2 separate regions of the Zea mays genome follow, and region 1 is linked to region 2. Evidence: chromatin contacts called from public Hi-C data. All regions are on one chromosome and are shown on one strand. The core of a region is the stretch at or near the end of the contact, and the rest is flanking DNA. Distances in the headings are between cores, read along the strand shown. Region 1 holds the start of LOC100277024. Region 2 holds the start of LOC103638140 (serine/threonine-protein phosphatase 2A 65 kDa regulatory subunit A).

What was found. Hi-C and Micro-C count contacts between places; a contact is called where the count stands out from the background.
Region 1: a contact with region 2 is called in a Hi-C map of tassel, with 4 times the contacts expected there. The contact joins the promoter of LOC100277024 here to the promoter of LOC103638140 in region 2. A contact is called at or near these places in 4 of 25 Hi-C or Micro-C datasets (ear, endosperm, leaf and 1 more).

What each region holds. Positions count from the first base shown.
Region 1 is chr9:26,281,263-26,287,775 of Zm-B73-REFERENCE-NAM-5.0, forward strand. It overlaps LOC100277024, which reads left to right and starts at 3,576. Exons shown (of 7, transcript NM_001407164.1): 1 at 3,576-3,902; 2 at 3,989-4,094; 3 at 4,206-4,283. The coding sequence starts at 3,655. It overlaps LOC100276116, which reads right to left and starts at 3,449. Exons shown (of 5, transcript NM_001149985.3): 1 at 3,186-3,449; 2 at 3,015-3,085; 3 at 2,608-2,807; 4 at 2,367-2,493; 5 at 1,806-2,279. The coding sequence starts at 3,357. The coding sequence ends at 2,154.
Region 2 is chr9:26,080,662-26,087,155 of Zm-B73-REFERENCE-NAM-5.0, forward strand. LOC103638140 (serine/threonine-protein phosphatase 2A 65 kDa regulatory subunit A) reads right to left here and starts at 4,495. Exons shown (of 13, transcript NM_001347218.1): 1 at 4,348-4,495; 2 at 1,786-2,196; 3 at 632-878; 4 at 82-194. The coding sequence starts at 2,178. LOC100273408 (AAA-type ATPase family protein) reads right to left here. Exons shown (of 13, transcript NM_001147845.1): 10 at 6,432-6,494; 11 at 6,269-6,304; 12 at 6,085-6,185; 13 at 5,535-5,885. The coding sequence ends at 5,769.

The DNA of each region.
Region 1 (6,513 bases), core at 2,326-4,825, 200 kb after region 2:
AAACACAATCTACAAGATGGGTTAACGTTAGAATTATAATCGCGTCCGAAAGAGAGGGCGAAAAACAAATCACAAGCAAATGAAAGCGGATGACACAGTGATTTGTTTTACCGAGGTTCGATTCTTGCAAACCTACTCCCCGTTGAGGTGGTCATAAAGACTGGGTCTCTTTTAACCCTTTCTCTCTCTCAAACGGTCACCTAGACCGAGTGAGCTTTTCTCCTTAATCAACGGGTCACTTAGACCCCTTACAAGGACCACCACAACTTGGTGTCTCTTGCTTGATTACAAGTTGCTTGAGAACAAGAATGGAGGAAGAAGAAAAGCGATCCAAGCGATAAGAACTCAAATGAACACAAATGTCTCTCTCTCACAAGCCGCTAAGTCTTCGGAATAAGTTTGGGACTTAGAGAGGATTTGATCTTTTGTTTTGTGTCTTGGAGTGAAGTATAGAGCTCTTGTATTGAATGCAATGACTGAAAACTTGGATGCCTTGAAGTGGTGGTGGTTGGGGGTATTTATAGCCCCACCCACTAAAATAACCGTTGGGGAGGCTGGCTGTCGATGGGGCGTACCGGATACTGTCCGGTGCGCCAGCCACGTCACCCAACCATTAGGGTTCGACCGTTGGAGCTCTGACAGATTGGGGCACTGAACAGTCCGGTGCCGCACCGGACAGTCACTGTTTACTGTTCGGTGCGCCTTCTGGCGCTGCTCTGACTCTGTGTGCGCTGTCCGCGCACTGTTCACATTCACTATTCACTTTTGCAGACGACCATTGGCGCAGTAGTCGTTGCTCCGCATGGCACACCGGACAGTCCGGTGAATTATAGCGGAGTGGCTCTCCAAAAACCCGAAGCTGAGCAGTTCAGAGTTGATATCCCTGGAGCACTGGACACTGTCCGGTGGTACACCGGACAGTCCGGTGTGCCAGACCAGGGCAGCCTTCGGTTGGTTTTGCTCCTTTCTTTTTGAACCCTAACTTTAACTTTTTATTGGTTTGTGTCGAACCTTTGACACTTGTAGAACTTATAATCTAGAGCAAACTAGTTAGTCCAATTATTTGTGTTGGGCAATTCAACCACCAAAATCATTTAGGAAAAGGTTTTACCTTATTTCCCTTTCAGTCCGGACACGTGTCGGCTCCGGAACCCCACCTGGCCTTGATTAAGGCCTGGGTATTCTTTGTCCCAGAATCCCGGGACCATGCTGTGAGTGGCCCGGACCCCACGCAGAGGGGTCCAGACCCCATCCGGAGGGTCCGGTCTGCACCCATGGAGGTCCTGGACCTTATCCGGAGGTCCGGTCTGCATATACAGGGGTCCGATACTTTCTCATGGGGTCCGGACCCACTGTTGTTACCTTGGAGTATATTGTCTTCTCTGGCTACGTGGCGGCCCCAGAGCCGTCCACGTGGTGAGGTCGGATGCTGCTCACTACGCGACTAGAGATAGTCGCGTGGGCACCGCGTCTTCATACTGTAGTAAGGGGTACCCTGTTTCAGGGTACCGACAACAACCATTTGCGTTTAACAAATATTTCTTCAATGATGAGGCGAGACCCCGCATCTGCTTGGGGAAGGAGTTTGCATATAGGCAGATGAAGATAATGGTAGCCACCCTGATACTGTGATACACTTCTTCAGATGAATCCAAGGATGCTACATACAAAACAATGTCTACCCTCCACATGGATAAAGGGCTCCAGTTGTATGCATACACACGTTCAACTTGAAATGCCAAAACAATATTTTTTTAATCCTTTGTTACTGTTGAAGACATGTACATATTCCACAACTATACATTGGGGAGGTTGGAAGAAAAACTCACTGAGTATAGATATCCTGAAATATTAGTTGATTATGCTCCAATTGCCACATCAAAGAATGGACTTGAACCAAATATGGGCAATTTTCCAAAATCCAAGCCACTGATCAAACAGTCAGCATTTTCTTTCTTAATCACATAATACCCTATTGGCAAGAGCACAACAATGATCCAATTGGAAAAACAAACACACAAAAGAAGAGAGGAAATCCAGACAGGAATATTTGTTCGGAATTGCCTACATGAGAGTACAAATTACACAATTGATACTCTAAACTTCTCTGATATAAACAGAGTAAGTTTGACAACGATAAACAGAGAAAATATCTATTGTGATTCTGCTAGCGTTGGAAGCTGCAGTCCAGGCCTCGATGTCCAGCCTTTGATATATCTGTAATTCTCAATTGCCTCTTTCCTCAGCATCTCGCGAGAAGCATCTGAAGCACTCTTCACCTATAGAAGTATAGAACCATCGATGTGTAATCCAGAATACAGATCGCACAAAAGGATTCATGTAGAGCCATGTGGAGAAGTAACTACCTTCGGGAATGACAATTTTGGTGGAGCCACAACAACTTCACCAAATTTGACTTTCTCGCGCCCAGGAAAGTCTGGTAGAGTTTCTGTCTTATTGTCCTTGCGCTTCTTTTTCTTCTCATCCAGGTGCCTAAGTTCATGGAAGGGCATGTCACTATTGTTTACATCTCCTACTAATAATGACATAACAACGGAGTTTAGATCAAATGCATAAGGGCAGTAGCTGCAGTACTAGAGAACTCACTGCTTCCTCCTCTGCTTCTTCGAGGCTGAGATGTTCTTGTCCAGTTCCTCGAAACGAAGGTCCTTAACATTTCCCCTCTTTCTCTTCCCCTTACTTCCCTCTGCATTCACATCCTCATTGGCAGCTGAACGTTTATCATTACCTTTAATATCTGATGCTTTGCTATCAGCAGGAACCACCAATGCCTGCTTCTTGGTTTTCTACATGAACACCATAAAAATTGAATTGAAGATAAAAAAACGCGAAGAAGTTAGCGCATCACATTCTTAACAGCATCTATTGCACAGACAACTGGCAGGCAACCATGAACCACAACAACACATGGTATGAATCAAGTAAACTGCAGTGAAGTGCGGGGCTGAGGACAAGCAGGGCCGAATTTTACTCTTACTCTACCCAGGAACTACCTTGTCCTTTGCCTTGTCTGTTGCTAGCTTGTTCTTCCTTAACCCATCGTCTTGCTTCTTGGGAGCACCTCCTGTGCAGCAATCATCACCACACCACCACCACGAGCACAATGTCAGGTCAGGGAGCAGAACAGGAGATTGGGCAGACCATCTATGGTCTAATTGCAGCACCTGAGGACGCGTCAGCATTGGCGTTGTGCTTGTTCTGGAAGGCGATGAGGCGGCGGAGTTTAGTCGGGATGGCCTCGAGCTCCCTCTGCTTTGGCGGCGGGGGCAGGCACGGTACCCCGCCGTGCGCCGCCCGGAAGTTCTTCTCCCTCCGCCGCTGCCCCTTTCCCGGCATCTCCTCCTCCGCCCGCTCGCTCGCTGGTTTGTTCGTTGCAGGCTAGCAGCCGCCGCCGTCTGCGCTGTGTTGCGGCTTGGTGGGAGAGACGAGACGAAACGAGGGCAGTAGCGTTGTGCTTAAAATGGGCTAGGCAAAAAGCCATGTGGGCTTAAAAGCTACACGTGGGCCTGCCCGAGCTTTTAACCTCACAAGGCTTTTGCTCCACGTGCATGCTCGTTGGGATCACTTTCCGCCGGCCCATCGAGATTGGTAATTGCTCTACGTGAACGAAGCTTCTGGAAACTCGCTGGCCCGATGGCATCGGAGGCCGCGATTGCTCGTGCGCAGTGCCTCCTTCGCTTCCGCCGCTGGTCGCCACTGCCGCTTCTTCCTCTCCCTTCCCCTCCCGCTACCACACGAGCAGCTTCCTGCCGCCGCAGCGTACGCATGGCCTCGTCGGACGGCTCTGCCGCGGCCCTGCCCAGCGCTACCGTCGATGTGCCCGGCGCCGGGGCCCCTGTCCTCGTCGTGGGCGCGCCGGGGCTCCCCGAGGCTGACTTCAGGTCAGCGTCTGTGGTCCCCTTCTCCGGTCCCGTCTGATGGAAAGCTCGCTCACGCGTTTGCTGGCTGTGGGCTCTGATAAGCGCAGGAACGCGGTGGAGTCGTCGCTGTTCAAGCAGTGGCTGCGGAACCTGCAGTCGGAGAAGGGCGTCCTCACCTACGGGAGGCTGAGCCTCACGCGGGTTCTCATCCAGGTGATATGCGTTTCTGCTGCTGGCTCGTCGAATTGTTGTTGTGCTCTGTGATTGATTGATTGGATGACGTTTCTCAATTTGCGCTCGATTGCGTCTGGATCTGCGATGCAGGGCGTTGACATGTTCGGGAAACGGGTGGGCTTTCTCAAGTTCAAGGCTGATATCGTGGACGAGGAAACCAAAACCAAGGTGATTGCTTGGAATGTTGCTGCTACTGTGCTATTGTCGTGTGGTCATTTAGGACTAACAATAATGGTCTGGGCAGTCCAAATTGTCTTATCGGAGTTTGATTGAGGGGGTGTAGGGACTAATTTTTAGTCACTTATTTTTTTTTTCTATTTTAGTCCTTAAATTGCCAAATACAGCGTATTTGTTAATTTAGGGACTTAAATTGAATAAAATAGATGTACTAAGGCCCCATTTGGTTCCATTAGTTCTAGGACTAAAGTTTAGTCTAAGGACTACCCTGTTTGGTTGTAAGGACTAAACAGATTCTAAATACATTAAATTCAACACATAAAAACCAAAATACCCCTTTTCTTGTTTTCTGTGTATGACGCTAGTTTTCTAGTCAAGAGCAATTGGAGTAAATGTTGTCCTTTTAGCACCCATGTGAGGGACTAGAGACTAAAGCCAATTAGTCCCTATTTTAGTCCTTTTGTTTGGCAACATAGGGACTAAAGATTAGTCCATCTAACCAAACAGTGCCTAAAAATTAGTCCCTAGAAACCAAACACTCCCTTATAGTAGCTTGAGGTATTTCTCCTAGACTCCTGTTAATAAGCATATACATATGTGATTGTACTTTTCCTTTCCCCCTTTATTTACAATTGATAAGGCACTACATACTGGTGAGGAGCAAACGAGCAGAGGTACATGGGTGCTTCGGGTCGATGTGGCTCAGCCTTTGCTTATGAATATTTAGGCTGAAGCACACCTGACACATGTGTAGTTCACTAGTTTGTGATGACGTTGCTTTTGGGACGGAATGTTACACGTGCCATCATAGTCTGAAGTGTTGGACAGGGATAGTCGCCTATGATTATTGTGTATTGATAGGACCCCAAGGGTCAACATATATAGGCAGACAGGAGGGGAGGAAACCCTAGGGCTGCCGCCTACAGGAGGATGGCGGCAGGACAGGGGGAAAAACCTCCCAACAGAGGTGGCGCAGCACCTATGGGCCGGGCCTGTACATACGCAGATGACAGCCTGCCCCCCCCCCCCCCCCCCCCCCCCCACACACACACAAGGCCTATACAAATGAACTAAATCAAAACACTGAGTAGCACGCGACATGGACTGCGCAAACGGAAGCCTAGTGTGCCGACCTAACTGGCAAGCATGGCAGATAAGTACATGTTTGGGCTTATTACATGAAACAACAACAATACTAGAAAGCTTAGCAAGCACGTCAGGGCCAGGATGACCAAGACGTTGGTGCCATAGGGACGCAGGAGTAGTAACAGCAGCAAGGCCGTAGTGTGTAGTGGCTGGAGGAGCACGCGCAGTAGGAAGACTGATGGTGTACAGGGACCCAGAGCTGTTGCACCTAAGGATTGTGTTCCTAGAACTGAGATCCTTCACAGAAAGGCCAAACGGGTCAAATTCCATGGAACAATTATTATCAGTCGTAAACTGACGGACAGAAAGAAGATTTTTAATGATATCAGGTGTAACAAGAACATTATTAAGATAAAACTGGCCAGAAAGCACCGTATCTCCTACAGAGGTGACCGGCAGACTAGACCCGTTTCCAACAACTATGGATGAAGGAATATTAGAAGTTGGAGAACGAAAACGGGAGATGTTACCAGAGTCCAGGGTCGTATGGTTGGAGGCCCCGGAGTCAGCAATCCACTCGGTGATGGATTGGGGCTGCTGAAGAGTCATCGTGTTGAAGAAAGAGGCCAGCGACTGCTGATCCCAGGTACCCTTCCACGGGTTCCAGGGTGTTTGGGCAACCTGTTGTTGCTGTTGCGCCCCATACGCAGCCTGCGCCTGCTGCTGCAGCTGATGTTGCTGCTGGGCAGCATACAGCTGCGCCAAAACAGGGATGGGCGCCAGTGGGGTGGTATGCTGAGATAGACCCACGGGCTAGCCCGGAGCAGTGAGGAACACCTGCTGTTGTTGGGGGCGTGAGGGCTGCTGCAGTTCACCCATAGTTGGACCGAGGTACATGGAGATCGTCCCAGTCCATGGGTTGTAGAGGGAGGGCCAGGTTGCCGGCGCACCTATCGCCGAGGTGCTGCCATTAGCCTGGTTGCGCGCAGGACCAGCAGGGTGCCCTCCCTGCCTGTGATGGTTAGCACCAGAACCCCGACCACCCTTCCCACGGCCGCGGCCACGACCACGTCCCTGTCCCTGGCCGCCACTGCCAGGGGGGCGAGAGGAGGAAGGTGGCTGGGAGTTGTTGAGT
Region 2 (6,494 bases), core at 3,245-5,744:
CATGTCTCCCAATAATATATCCACAAAGAAAGCAAATTACTTGCTGCAAAATGTATAGGGTCCAACATGGGAGCAATGTACCTGGGAGAAATTGACAATGACTGGAAGAATGTGAGCTACACAATCTTGTGGCTCCAACAATTTACCAAGAGCAGCACAACCTTCAACAGCCAACAAACGCACTGAATCTTGATCTGAAAATAAAGACCACGACGTTTTAGACATAGCCCTAATGATGTCCCAAAAGTGTATGACTATATGCAAACACTAACTCAATGATTCAATAATGATTAGATTGTTTGAAAACACAGGTAGATTTAGGTTTTCTTTAGTATGCCTTTCAGAGAAATATCTGGCTTTAAGATATTCAAACATTGCCAAAAAAAACTTTCAAGTTCATAACTCTTTTTATGCCACAAAAGAGAAAAAAATGTTTAAAATTCTCTTTCAACTTTCAGGACCCAAGGATGATCAGAGAAGCAAACGGAAAACTATTTAGGGAGAAATGATACACAAACAGTTATCTCAAACAAGAAAGACAGGGAACAAGAGATGATTCCTGCAACTGCAGGAACCAAATAACAAATGAAGCAACACAACACAGTTCATTGAAACTGTATAGAAAATGTACCATCTTGGGTTAAGTCATCAAATATTGACATTATTTCTGTCTTCAAATGATTCTGTTCAACTGTGGCTGCAAACTTTCCAAGATTTGATGCAGCAGCTCTTCTGACCATAGGCATGTCATCCTGACATAACTGACCATAGATAGTCCTTAATTCTGTTTTCAATTGGTCCAATGCACTTGGATAGGCTATGTGGAAAAGACCACAGGATGATACACGAGCTGTAAACCACTCACCAGCTGCTAGCCTCTGGACAGAGTAAAACATGATAATTTGAATTGATGGATGGACATATAGGTACTAGTAGGACATAACATGAAATAACATGCACAGATTATTTCTAATAATAAATAAGCAAAAATGAACTGGTAAAACTGTGTTAGTATGTAAATCTGCACAGATAAGAGATCAAATAGAAAGTAGCACAAAGGCATGGCATCGTGTGGTACGATAGCAGATGTTATACTTAGAAAATGACACATCTTAATGAATCAATGTTTTGCATATATAATTTGGCATTTTAAGTTTAAGCAATTGCAAGGCTACAACAGAGAAATATTTGATTATCAGTTCATAGGCACATGGTATAGAAAGCAAAGCACCGACAGAATGTAGAAAAATGTTGCTTGACTCAACAGTTAGTAGGTCTAATGTCACACCCTGTATTAAGGAGACGTGCAGAAAGTGGAGGTTGACGGTACGAGAGTGAATGGACCAAACCAAACACTTGATATTTGGCATGCCAAGGATGTTGATGCCCAATCTCAAGGCCCAAGAGTATATGAGAATCTCTAATGACAATTCTTGCTTGCCTTTGATTGATACATATCATATCATTATATAGAGACTTACTTGATGCGTAAGCAAGGTAGCAATAGTATCTTCTAAGTTCTAGTCCTAAACCAAATGAGCCTCCCATACCTCTGACCTCACATATGTGGCCTAGCTAACTGTCTATGACATCTAACAGATCAATAAATCCAATCAGTACAACACATTAAATTACTAAAGCATGGCAAATGTAATGCCACATCTATAGTTGTTGATTGTTTGAGCCAACAAAAGCACATCCACAGACACTAGATGCAGTAACAATGGCAGCATATTTATTTACAATAACATTACACTTAATACTTTACATAAATGAGCCTCTTACCTTTACTACTGGAATGAACCAGTCGACTATGTCAGTTTCCTTCATTTGTGCACCAATACGGCACAGAGATTCAACTGCCTTATCACGGACACAAGTTTCTTCTACTGTACACAATGTTTCCAAAGGGGGAAGCAAAACATGAGCATGTTCTACACCCCCAACATAAGGAATGAACACACCCAATTCCTCAGCCATTGCAAGAAGCACCTCATCTTCATCGTCATTGTTTTCACTAAGAAAGGGAATCAGCTCCTTCCTGGTTCTTTCTTCTCCAAGAGCCCGTGCAATTGTCGAAAGTCTTCTAATGGAGTTTAGACGCAACTGGATGTCCTCATTCTTAAGCTCATCAATCAGTACAGCAATTGGGTACAGAGGCTCATCAATCATAGCCATCAGGTATATCAAGGATTGCTGAATTGGTAAATGAGGACACAGCATTAGAAGCTTTGTAATTATATAAATTCCCAAGAAAAAAAAACTTTAACACAACTTTGGCTGCATAAGAGCATCTCCAACAATATGGCTCGAAACACTACTGTTATGGTCGCTAGATCGGTGAGGGATTGGAGAGGGGGTATCGATGGGCAGGAATGTCGGCCGGGGGCCTCTACCCACGGCCGAGCAAGAGGAGGGTTTCTCCCTTCTAATTCTTGTCTGCTTTATTTCTCATCCATTGATTACATAAATAGGCCGGTTGGCTGCCCCTATCTAGCTAGAGATCCTTATCTCCTAAAAACTCTCAACAAACTATTAACTGATAACCTTCCTAGATAATCTCAACTAATCTTCTAATCTTATCTCTAACTATCCTTATCTAATCCCCCTTAGGGCCCATGGCTGCTGCTACCGCAGCCCCTCTGTGGGCCTCCTTAGGTCCTGACAACTACCCCAAAAATTAAAATGCTACATCATTTAAAGTATTTAGGGCACTAACAACAACTTGGACTCCAACAGTTAAGCCCTAAATCATATATTTTAGTAAATAAATTACATTACATTATTAGGAAAGAAAAGATTAAGGATAGGACGTGAAAGGGCCTCTAGCTGAGTTGGTTAGGTGGTCTGAGTAGCACTCCTCAGGTCCTGGGTTCGACTCCCCCGTGGGAGCGAATTTCAGGTTGTGGTTAAAAAAATCCCCTCGTTTGTCCCACGCCAAAGCACAGGTCTAGGGCTCAGCCCCGGCCGTGGTCGTTCTCACATGGGCTTCGATGCCGCTGTGTATGGGTGGGGCAAGGGTTCGGGGGTTTTCTCGACCTGTGTGAGAAGGTCTTCTTAATACAATGCCCGGGGGCTGTCTTACCCCCCGCAGGTCGAGTTTTAAGATTAAGGATAGGACACTAATCTGGGGTGTAATATATTTGGGTCACTTCATGGTGTGCCCTATATTTTTTCGTAAAAGATTGTAAAATAGGCACTGTTGGAGCTGTTTTTATGAGTTGAGCCCTATATTTCAAAATAGTGCACTGATTTAAGGCACCGTTAGAGATGCTCTAGACAAATAGAAGCAGAATAGAAACAAACGTTTGGTTAAAATATACAAAAAAAAAGATCTCTGATGCCATAACCAAAGAAATAGATGCACCAAACTATTGCAAACTTATATAACTAAAAGTTCCCTGGGATTGGCTTTCTTGAACAACACAAGAATACTACTGTCATACACATGATCCAAATAAAATTAACAAATTCATGTTGACAAGTAGAACATCACAGATTACTTCGAAGAGTCAAATATTCCATAACATCATCTATGGAGGTGAGTCTCAACTACCCAATTAAAAATGACATGGCCTTCAGTTCAAACGATAATAATTGGTTGATCCAGCAAAAAAAAAAAATGCCCCGCAAAGATGCCTATTAAATATGGTTCCAGGAAAGAAACAACATCACTTGGCATCCGAGCATTCTGAGAAATTGAATCAAGTTCAGGCAAATGCTCCAAGTAAAATTTGGCATGAATTGATCTGGTCGTTTGGGGTCCCCAGGGGGTTCTATTTATAGATTTCCTCTTGTTTGTTTGCTTTTCATTCTCACTCAGGCGGCATGGAGAAGATGTTTCTGAAATCTGATCTATGTAACGACATATTCAGCTCCAGAATTAAATTTGCACGTTCGCGGATCCTGAATAAATGAGCGAATTTCGATACGACGAAACGAGGTGAATAGCTGATGCGCACAACGAGACGGGCAACAGACGCCACACGCGATCTACTCATCTACGACACACCACGAGCAACGGTTGATCCAAATCACTAGCTACCGACGTACCTAGCAACCAACGCCACACAGCCTCCGATCCGCGAGAAGAGAACTCAGACTAGGGCGTCGCAATCATTACAAAACCAGCGCAATCGACCAAACAACAGCCCAGATCTAGGAGGGGAACCACACGTGAACGCGCGAATGAAGAAGGCCTGAGCTCCAGACCGACGACGGTAGCAGCGGCGGCGGTATTGAGGGTGCGGGCGTGGCGATCGGAGGTGGTCGAGCGAGCGGGGTGAGGGGCGCAGATCTAGCTGTGGAAGGAGGGGGAGGGAGAAGAGGAGCAGGATCTGAACTGACCTCGCGGGGTCTGGATCGGGCTCTTGCCCGGCTGCTTCGCCGACGGCGTGGGGGTCCGGAGAGGGGGCAGGGTAGGAACGCCCGAGGCGTCGCCGCTGAGAGAAGGGGGCGGGGCGAGGAGCGAGCTGGCGCTGCAGAATGCGACGGGGGAGGAGGGGACGCAGTGGATGTCGAGGCCTGTGGGGCGTGCGAAGTGGGCCTGGGCCTGAAAGGGCGGTCGACCCGTTCTCAGATACGATCCGCTCTTGTTAGTCCTATGGACGGGAGGGAGACTTCGCTTGGGGTTGGAGCCCAGGAAAAACTCAGGCGGCATGGAGGCCCAGCACCCGTCTCACTGGCAAAGTGGCAATACGCAGAGGCGGCAGAGCACTGCGCGTCGAGCAGTGCCTGCATCTCGCCACGTTTAGCTTCTTGAGTTGCAGGACAAGGGGCCATGTCCAATGATTATTTTTGCACTGTAGACAGACTACTGTTTATAGAGTAGAGGCGAAATAGAAGATGAGTAAACTGCTAGAAATAGCCTAATCTGCGTTTGGTAGCACACCTAAACACCCTTTCAACCCCCTCCCCCACAACAATTTGGACACAAACGTGTCCGCACCCGTCATTATTGGGGTTTGCCTAGGGGCTGGAGCAACAAATCGGCCGACAGCCGGCTCCGTGCCTCAAGCTTGCAGCGACACCACCCTAAATTTCAACTGTTTGTTAAAATATATACGAGTCATTAAGCATGTAGGTTTTGTGTTTGTCTTTTTACACAACGACGATACTTCGATTTCGCCCTCGGCGGCCCAGAGCAGCTATGGGCTAATAATAACACATATACGAGTCATTAAGCATGTAGGTTTTGTGTTTCTTTTTACACAACGACGATACTTCGATTTCGCCCTCGGCGGCCCAGAGCAGCTATGGGCTAATAATAACACATATACGAGTCATTAAGCATGTAGGTTTTGTGTTTCTTTTTACACAACGACCGGCTTGTTCGCTGCGGCTTGCTGCGGCTGCAATCCGGCTGCGGCTGCGGCTTCTACAGTATTTTTCTCTCTATGGATTGCAGCTGCAGCAGTCCAAACAGCTGCAACAGTGTCGGCTTGCAGCCTGCCGAACACGCCCGACGATACTTCGATTTCGCCCTCGGCGGCCCAGAGCAGCTATAGGCTAATAATAACACACACTAGAGGTTTGTTTTTTTAAATAACTTGGGCAGCGGCATTTCAATGGGTATACATATAGGGCTGTTCCCAGCATTATATTGTACCTTCTGCTTCTGTTGAAGACGCGCTGTCCAGACTGAGGACGCATCGATGGCCGATGGGCGCGTGTGTGTGTGTAAGCCACCATGTGTGTGTGAGACATAAATCATGTACATCTGGAAATAGGGCCGCTTGATCATCATCATCAGGCAGCGCGCGTCTCCGTCAGCTCGAACCGAATTCCTCGTTCCAGTTCTCCAGCTCGTCCCATTTGCTCTTCTGCAAGCTTGGCCTGATCACCGTCATCGCGTTCTTGAAGTCCTCGTACCTCAAAGGTCGCAGCTGGAGATACGAGATTAGAAACCGAGGGTTAAGTGCTTCGTACACTGACATTCCAAAGTTTCGCTGGGAAACAACCACTTATGTAGGGTATGTTATCTGTAAAGATACTACAGCTAGAAGTCCATTTAAGCTTCTGTTTTAACAGTGAAAAAAACTCAGAACGAGTGAACTTTATGTTCAGACTGTTTAAAACCCGTACCTGATTTGCTTTGATAGTAAGAATATTTTGTGGACCGAGCTCTCTTATTGGCATCATTGCAGCTTCTTCACACAAGGCTCTCAGGTCACTTCCAGAATACCCTACAAACAAAACCGTCAGGAACCAGGACCACATAGCCCATGTTTTCAGAACAGCCATACATACTCGAAAGGAAACACAATACCTTCGGTCTCCACAGCAAGTCTTTCAAAATCATGGTCTGTCAGGAACCAGTTCCAGGTTAGCTACTGTGCCAAACGTTTTTTTTTAAAAAAAAGGCTGTCCTACATATACAGCCACTACGATCAAGCAGTTATCAAGAGAAACCTGGGAACTGGAGCACTTACTCGACAGTTTGAATGATTGTCCTTTGAGCTGATTTTTCAGAAGTAACCTTCGTACATTTGGAT